3 separate regions of the Drosophila melanogaster genome follow, and all the other regions are linked to region 3. A link is a contact called in public Hi-C and HiChIP or PLAC-seq data. All regions are on one chromosome and are shown on one strand. Each heading gives the region's core, a stretch centred on a gene start, on an enhancer-like site or on the middle of the called end of the contact. The rest is flanking DNA. Distances are from core to core; before and after follow the strand shown.

The links. A called contact is a pair of places that touch in the nucleus more often than the background predicts. HiChIP or PLAC-seq counts read pairs in DNA pulled down with a chosen protein or histone mark.
Region 1: a contact with region 3 is called in a Hi-C map of the Kc167 cell line, with 3 times the contacts expected there. The contact joins two enhancer-like sites. A contact is called at or near these places in 4 of 107 Hi-C or Micro-C datasets (the Clone 8 cell line, the Kc167 cell line, the OSC cell line and 1 more).
Region 2: a contact with region 3 is called in an H3K27ac HiChIP or PLAC-seq map of the Kc167 cell line, with 4 times the contacts expected there. The contact joins two enhancer-like sites. A contact is called at or near these places in 7 of 107 Hi-C or Micro-C datasets (antennal imaginal disc, cellular blastoderm embryo, embryo and 4 more) and 2 of 6 datasets of contacts at active chromatin or transcription factors (both in the Kc167 cell line).

Annotation. Positions count from the first base shown.
Region 1 is chrX:3,059,507-3,062,206 of dm6, reverse strand. The region is part of intron 5 of kirre (kin of irre); the gene reads right to left. Among named protein-coding and RNA genes, the nearest start is that of CG4116, 6.7 kb to the left of the region's middle. Within about 2 kb of position 1,381, at least 21 of the 39 cell types and tissues checked have an H3K27ac peak or open chromatin away from gene starts, as enhancers often do. A contact at or near this core is called in the Kc167 cell line, where this site is marked.
Region 2 is chrX:3,080,291-3,082,990 of dm6, reverse strand. All of the region lies in intron 5 of kirre (kin of irre), which reads right to left. Among named protein-coding and RNA genes, the nearest start is that of CG4116, 14 kb to the right of the region's middle. Within about 2 kb of position 1,265, at least 12 of the 39 cell types and tissues checked have an H3K27ac peak or open chromatin away from gene starts, as enhancers often do. A contact at or near this core is called in the Kc167 cell line, where this site is marked.
Region 3 is chrX:2,993,166-2,995,865 of dm6, reverse strand. It overlaps kirre (kin of irre), which reads right to left. Exons shown (of 11, transcript NM_001258579.3): 4 at 707-1,005; 5 at 378-655. Among named protein-coding and RNA genes, the nearest start is that of rst, 21 kb to the right of the region's middle. Within about 2 kb of position 1,400, at least 9 of the 39 cell types and tissues checked have an H3K27ac peak or open chromatin away from gene starts, as enhancers often do. A contact at or near this core is called in the Kc167 cell line, where this site is marked.

The DNA of each region.
Region 1 (2,700 bases), core at 132-2,631, 66 kb before region 3:
TGCTGTATAAAATAGCCTGTGCTCCGTCTAAATTTAGATATCATAATACAAACTCTATTCGACTTTACTTCACATTTACAAAAAAAAATAAAAATAAAGAAGTTTGCCAAGAGTATCTAACAAGTCGAAAAAGTTCAGTTCTGTCTGAAAAGTCGACTGAAAAGGAAAAACAGAGCAAACTTGAGGCAAAACGCTTGAACATCTAAATCAAATTAATCCCTAGAAAAGACTTGCTTCCTTATGCGCCCTGGTGCACTGGAAAAAATTATACAATTTGTCTTGGTTCAAAATATGTCTGAAACATATTTTAATCGATTTCATGGATAGTTTAATTAAATATGCTAACATTATTAGTCTATGTTAAGAAAAACATATGCTTTTCCAAGACCAAGTTTTTTAACTTACCGACTGGTTTTCTGTGTGCCGTTCTGATCCATTCTTCGTCTAGTTAGCCCACTTCCTTTTCCTTTACATTCTTTTTTTTTGCCTTTTGGCAGGCGTAGTTTTTGTGCTTCACTTTGCTTTCGGCTCAAGTGCGAACTTGTTAAATTTACGCAAGGATCTAGAAGCCTCAGCACACGCATACGCAATTAGGAAAAAAGGGGGTTTTGCCAGGTTTTCCCAGATTTCGCAAGATTTCCCCAGGATTAGAGGGGTCCAAGGGGAAGTTGTAGCTCAGTTACGCTAACAAGCAAATCAAAAAACCATTTGACGCACTTTCATCATCAACGGGTATTAGGAGCGGGCTTAGGGGCGTGGCACCGGCACCTGCTGTTGCTGACACATTCGAAACTGCCAATAAGTCGGAACCATATAGCAAACACACATCTGAAAACCACCCACCCTGAAAAGCATTCCCTTTTGGAAAAACTCTTTCCCTTAAGAAGCTGGAAATGCATGGCGAAACAACAACAATAACACGCTGCAGCGAGTGAACAAGAGGCTGTGGAATTAGTGTGGGGAAGTGGGAGATTCTGATTCAGATATTTTTGGATGGTAAGAGGGTCTTTAGAGGGGGGGCATTTCCGTTCTCCCACACTGCACTCTAATGAGCATTTAAGTCTGGGCCAAAGCTTTTTGCATAAGCTTGCAATCGGTGAAGAGTCTTTAAGAAAAAACGATAGATAAGAAGATTACCAATAGTCACGTAGCACCAAAAGATATGCTCTGCATGATACAAAGTCTATTGAAGTACGAAGCAATTAAAAATGAAAATGAAGCAATTGAAATAAGCTGTATCGATTGAACTGAATTTTGATTAACATTCATTGAGCTCTGCCCACTTCGCAGGCACACATCATCCAATCCCTATAGATTCACATAATGTAACGCAATACATTATCGCGATAATTTCGATGAATTCTCACGCTGTCATCGCCGTTATCGACTGACCCTTCCATCACTTTCCGCCCTGACTTTTGCTTGCTTGCAAACATTTTTCGGTCAAACAACAAGAACAAATTTTCGGCTTTCCTTTATGCTACTCTCTTAGTTTTTTTTTTCTTTTTTTTTTTTGCACTTTTGTGGGTCAAGTGCTGCTTTTGATGCTGACGTAGCCATCGCTTTTATGCTGCTGCTGCTTCTTCTCCTTTTTGGAGTAGGAATTAAATATCAAGTGTGCGAGTGTGTGAGTGAGTGGCCGGCACATGTGTGCTGCCCCACCCCCACTCAGCCTCCATATCTATCCATCTCACTTGCACCCAGGGCATGGCCTTTTTTGCATATCATCATACACGTAAAGTTTGCTTTTGCTTTTTGCCTGCTTGGCGTTGTTGTTGCTGTTTGTTTGTTTGTTTGCACGCCCCGTGTTCCTTGTGCTACCCATTAGCAGGCCTAGGGTATATTCTATACGCAAACATCGCCGAAGATGGTACTAAATCGCTTATATGTACACTGCGTCATTTGAAAATTTCTGACAACTAATGTTTTTATTGGTATTGCATTTGGTGACGAGCGTGTGTAGTTTCATAGCAAATGGTTAGAATGATTAACGAGGTCAATCGAAAATAATGAAAATTAAATATAAACAATAGCCAGGCTATATAGTTCGATTGATCAAGTGCAGGATAGTATCGTGTTGGGCAGTATGAAATTGATCTCTCTTTTTTTTGTTCGTTTCTGCTGGTGTTCAAAAGCCCACACATCACTTTTGCCCTCACACTCTCTCTTTCTTTCTTCTGCCCGCAGAAGAGTGCTTTGAGCCCCGGCCCGACCGACATCCTCTTCGCAACCCCCCTTGCCTTCCCTTCTCTGCTCTACTCTACTCTGCTCTGCTCAACTTGAAGTTCTTGTGTTTGGGTTAAGTGAAAAGTGATTGAGCAGATTTTTGTTGCGAATCTTTCGGCATGCTCCTTGTTGTTGTTGTTGTTGTTGGTGGTGGTGGTGGTGGTGCTGATGCTGCTGCCCGCATCTTGTTCACTATTTCAGCTGCTTTTGTTTTTCGCCAGCTTTTAATTGTTGCCTTCGCCAGCCGGCTTCCTCAGCGTTTTCTGCTGATAAAACCAACACCAACAAAAACTACAGTGCAGGGGAAAAAAAAACGGAATATATTGAGGAATTGCTTTGGTTTTTGTCTAAATTTGATTGACAGCTGCTCAAGATGCGGTGACCCATGATTGATGAGTGCGGTGAATCAATCAATCAGTTGATTTGAGTGCACCAGTGGTTGGTTAATCAACAGTTCAATCGAGAGGCATGTGG
Region 2 (2,700 bases), core at 16-2,515, 87 kb before region 3:
GTTGACAAAACAAATAAACAAAAGTTTGCGGCGCAAATTCAAAGGAAAAACGCTAACAAGAAATGTGAAGGAGAAGTTGCGTCTCGCATTACAAAGACTGGCTGTCATTATCCTGGCTCGGGTGTCCAAGAGCCTTTAATTATTTTTTTTAGAGTTTTTCGAGTGTGAGAGAGAGTTGGAGTGCAATTGCAGGCTGTTCCAGGCTGTTCCCCCGACATTCCCCGGCTGATTTATCCTGAGGCTCAAGTCCTTGCACGACCCGCCCACAGGCGCCTGCGGCCCCGGCAATCCGATACTTTCGAGTGGTCAGGCCAAACCCCTTCCATACATCCATACATCCATACACCCATACATCCATACATCGCATGTGCATCTGTGCGCTGGCCCATCGAAATTTGATTTCCATGTTTTGGATGTTTGGGTTACGCCCGCGCGTCTACATAATTTACGATGGTCATCTGGAAGCACTTGTGCCGCTCCTAATTGCAGTCGGTACCGCCTGCAGCTGTCAGCCCGATCTCCATATCCTCGAGGAGTCCCCTCAAGTGGGTGTGGACCCTCGGGCCACGCGATTTGACTTGAGTTGAGCTGAGTTGAGTTTGCCATTCCGAACTTAGTTGGAGTGCTCCGCTGGCAGGGATGCTCTGCCAAGGACCAGGACCCCATTGAGATTGGATTGGATGTCGCTAATGACCGGCGACGAAAGTTGCTGGCCGATGATGGCGCTGGCATTTCAATTGGATCCTTGAGTTATCTAGCCACCATCGACGCTCAAAAGGATTGCGTTTATCACACATTTGCATAGGACACGATTGTGGTTTCCCGTTGGAAATCCACCAACAATCTGGTTTTCCATTTTCCATTGAAATCTCGCAAGGGAAGTAATCAGAGGCGGGGGGGGGGGGGGGTGTGTGAAATAAATAAAACTTATCTTAAGGCGTATTCACGTGAGAAACTAAACACGAAAAATATGTGTGTATGTATGTATGCATTTACATACCACGTGGTCAATTGTGTAGAGTGGTGGGTGCGGGATCTCTAGCTGCTGGAGAGGGGTGCGAAATCGAGCCACCGACTTACTAATGTCAAAAGTCTTACTACAAGTTAAAGGGAAAACAATTTAAAACTATCAAACTATTTATGGATTTCATAATACTAATATATTGAAGGTTAAATAAACCAACTACCATGTACCGCAATTTCTTTGGCCAGAGAGCCAAGCTCAAAGAAGCGATCAAAGAGAGAATCTCAGTCGCGAAAAATAAGAGCTTCCGTTAGACTCTCTCTTTTGTGCTCCCCCTCCTTCACCAACACTTTATTTTTACCACGCGCATTGAAGCCGAACGCGCGTCACTGCTGCCGAAAAGTATTAATTTAATCAAATTAACGCAGGTAATCGGGCTTAAAATTATGCAAAACGTGTTAAAAGTGCTCGTAACAAGTGATCACCGCCCGTCGAAGTTATTTCCCCTCGAAATATAACATTTTTATTTGATTAATTGGCGGTTTTTACATATACATACATACATATGTATGCACATACTTATGTATGTGTGCAAGTGCACGTGCAATTCGAATGGAATTTGTGTTATTTGTTTCTTTTTTGTTGTTGTGATTCTTTCTAATACGTACAAAAGTATGTATATTAAATTGAGTGTTTTAGTGTTTGTTGTAGTGAATCTTTCTAATACGTATATTTAAAGTCTGCGTACAAGTGTTTTATAAAAGAAGAAAAAGAAAATGAAGGAAAGCGGCCACCACTTACCGTTAGAATCGCAATTCTCACTCCGTTTCTTTCGGTTTTTAGTTCTTTTTGAGCGCCCCGCAAGTATTTTTACTGCGCAATAGTTTGAATTTAATCAATTTATTTTTTTACGGCTTAAAATATGTAACACGCGTAAGAAGAAAAAGCGTAACATTTGATAGAATCCCGATGAAACAATTTCCAATCGATATTTGGCGATATTTCGATTCTATCAGCGCGTTACTGCCTATTATTGCGCTTTTACACCCAGGTGCACTTACGAATTCATATGTACATGTGTATGTATATAGTTATGTGGAAGGTTGATAGGGCCTTCCGAGCAGAGACCGTTGTGTCCAAAAGATCGTTGCCTCCAGAAACGACTTCGTTGTCGTCTGTAGGTTGAAGGTTGAACTCCTCAGTTAAGCACCCATCGACTTCTTTGTCGATTAAAGAGGGGTTAAAACAAAACGAAAGGTTTCGCTTAACAAATTGAGGGTTTATTCAATGATGTGTACAGATCGAGGTCTTCTTATCTACTGACTAAAAATAAAGCTAAGCTCAGACAAAAAGCTTAGCGCCATGTGTATTCTAACATAACTTAATCTAATAAGAGGGTATGTAAGGGTATACATGACTCCCCCAGCGTAAGTTTCAAGTATGTGGTTGAAATTATTTCATTAAGTAATACATATGTAAATAATAGGAGTACAGAAATGTTAGGTTTCACAATCTTCATTTTGATATTTATATTTCCGTTTCACCTGATCCTTATAGATTTTTCGTTTATTGTCTTTATTATTAATCAAGTAGTTACCGTATTGAGTGTAATTACTTATTTCTTTATATTTTGGATTTGATTTTCCTACTTGATTATTTTTTACAAATATATTTGAGAAGTTTGACTCGTTTATGTTATCCTGTTTTGCATTTAAAGTTTGTTTGTTTCTTACTAG
Region 3 (2,700 bases), core at 151-2,650:
TACATGGGCCAGTCGTGGCGAAAACTGGTGAGTCTTGGGCATTTTTCGCACAAGAAGAAAACTCAAAGAGGCCGAAGATGGCCAACAACAAGCGGTCGGTGTCTGCATTTAAATTTCCGCTGAATTGCGCTCGGTCGACGCTTATAAATCTTAATTAATTAAAATACACAAAAATACACAGCACAACAATAAGCTTCGACAAGCCGGAAAGTTTTCGTGTGCCAGGCAACTGGGCATTCAAACGTGGCCAAAAAAGTGAGTCAAGTTGCTGGAAACGAATACGAGTACAAAATTAAATCTATTATCATATACATGTATAATTTAGTATATAGTTTTGGGACTAAAAGTATTTTCAAAATATATTACATGTATCTTACCAGCTACGATGCCACATGACCACGCAAATGGAGTTCACACCAAATTTCACAACGGAATCTTCAATCAAATTCGAGTTACCATGGGCTAGATTTCCGTTTTCCTTTTTTTTTTTTTGTGAGCGTGTGCGGAGAGGGTGAGGGGGGGTGGGGGCACTTAAATTTGCCCCCAATTGCGGCGGCTGCTGCAAGTTCAAGACGAACTTCCTAATAAAGTTATTATGCCCCAGAGTTAACAGCAATTACACGGGCCCTCATCGTCATTTAGCATCTCTCAGCATCTGTCAACGTTATTTTATTTTTTGTTATTTTTTTTTTTCTATTTTATTTACTTGTTTCTTTTCCCTGCCCTTTTTTTTTGCGGCCATCGTCATCCCATCCATCGGCTCATCATCAAACGCCCCAAAGAACAGTTAGTTTCTTTCGCTGTTTCACCATCGCTGTGCGCTTTTTGCTTGCTGCGGCTCCTCCGTTTTTCTAATCGAAATGATTTTGCTTAATTCATCTTAATTAGAAGAGCCAAAAGGCAGAGCCCAAAGTTTGCTGACCGACGGACGCAGCTCTCAGATCTGTTGGATTTCTCGGATTTCTTGGATTTCTTGGTATTCTCAGCTTCTGCATCTGGCGGCAACTAAAATATAAATAAATAAAATAAAAAACACACACAATACAAGAACAGCAAAAAAAAAAATAAAAAAAGAAGTGGGAAAGAGAATTATATTTGCCAGCTGGTTGCTATTTATTTAAAAATTTTAATTTGCGCTTCTGCGTTGCCCGTTAGCTTTTTCGCTGGTCACCCAAAGTTCCTCACAAAAACAAAAAAAAAAAAAGAAGAAAAAGTCGCAAAAGACGTTGTGTATAATAATGGTAAAATATGATAAGCTCAGCTGGGACTTGTTGGTATCAGAGTCGATCTGAAAACGGAAGTGGATGCTTGAAACTGAACTAAATGAATTCTTCTAAATTGGCGGTTAAATTCCCATTCCCAGAAGCGTAGAATTAAGAGCTGCTGCGGTTTCTTATAGCTGTTATGAACCTAATGGGCATAGAGAAGAGTATTTTCAACGAGATTGTACAGATGGAAAAGAACGCAAGTTAGCAGAGTTTAAGACATCGAAATGGTTTGAAAAACAAAAACTCCATGCCAAATTTGAAAGCCAAAGGTGGTGCTACACACATATGTACTACATATATCAAATTCGTTTTGTATTGTAAAACATTTTGTATGCATGAATTGCGAGCCCTACGATTACAAGAAAGTCAACTCGTATTGCTATTTTACCGTGTCGAAATGCTACATTTTGCTGACTTACAATGTGTGTGTATTTGTTCTGCAGCTTCGGCAATGAGAATATTTTCAGTGAGTGCCTTACAGGCTTCTGGTTTTCTTCTCCTTTTTTTTTTTTGCTGCTGCTGTTGTGCCAAACAGATATGGCAAACTGGCTGCAAAGACTGAAGTCACTTGACTGTTTGCCTTGCCACAAGATTTGTGCGAAAGTTTGCGACAGTTTGCCACAGGATAAACTTGGACTTATCGCCATAGCCGCACAAATTGAAATGTATTTGGGAAGTTTTGGTTTTTGGCTTTGGCTTTGGATTTGGATTTGGATTTGGTTTTGGTTTTCGGAGACTGGGGGACACTTGGAATCTGTCTATATGTTGGCGCCATCAACTGGCGCCAAATCATTCGCAAGTCTCAATGACACCTGCACGGATTGTCGTGTAACACTTTGATTTTATTTCTCCCTGCCTCCGTGATACAGACATATATTTTTTTTTTATTTATTTACCTCGCTCGGCAACGGGTTTTCAAAAGCGCGAGACCACGCGACGTATACGCAACGCGAGTCTTGTGTTCGGGCGAAAAAATGTTGGTCGCGTGGGCGTTTCGTCTTCAGACAAAAAGCAAAAAACAAAAAAAAAAAAAAAAATAAAAACAGACAACACATATACGATATAAACCTGCCCCGCAACTGTGGGCCATAACTTTGCATTTTGTTTTTATTTTCATTTGTGTGTTGTTTTATATTTCGGCTACGGCCACAGAAAACATCAAATGACAGAGAAAAATGCTAATAACAATAACAGCAAAAACGGGCGACATCAAAACAAGTTTTCGTGTCGGCTCACACTGCCAGAAATTGCAATTGAGTTTGGTTTACTTTGAAAACAAGTTTAAAGTTTATGGCCAGACAGTCAGGGGGCTTTAACTTTTGACATCAACTTAATTTGAAAGAACTTCCAAGGAGTTTATATTGCAAACACTTTCAGTTTTACTGCATATTCTTAATATGTTGCGATGTTTAAAGAACAGGAATAACATGTA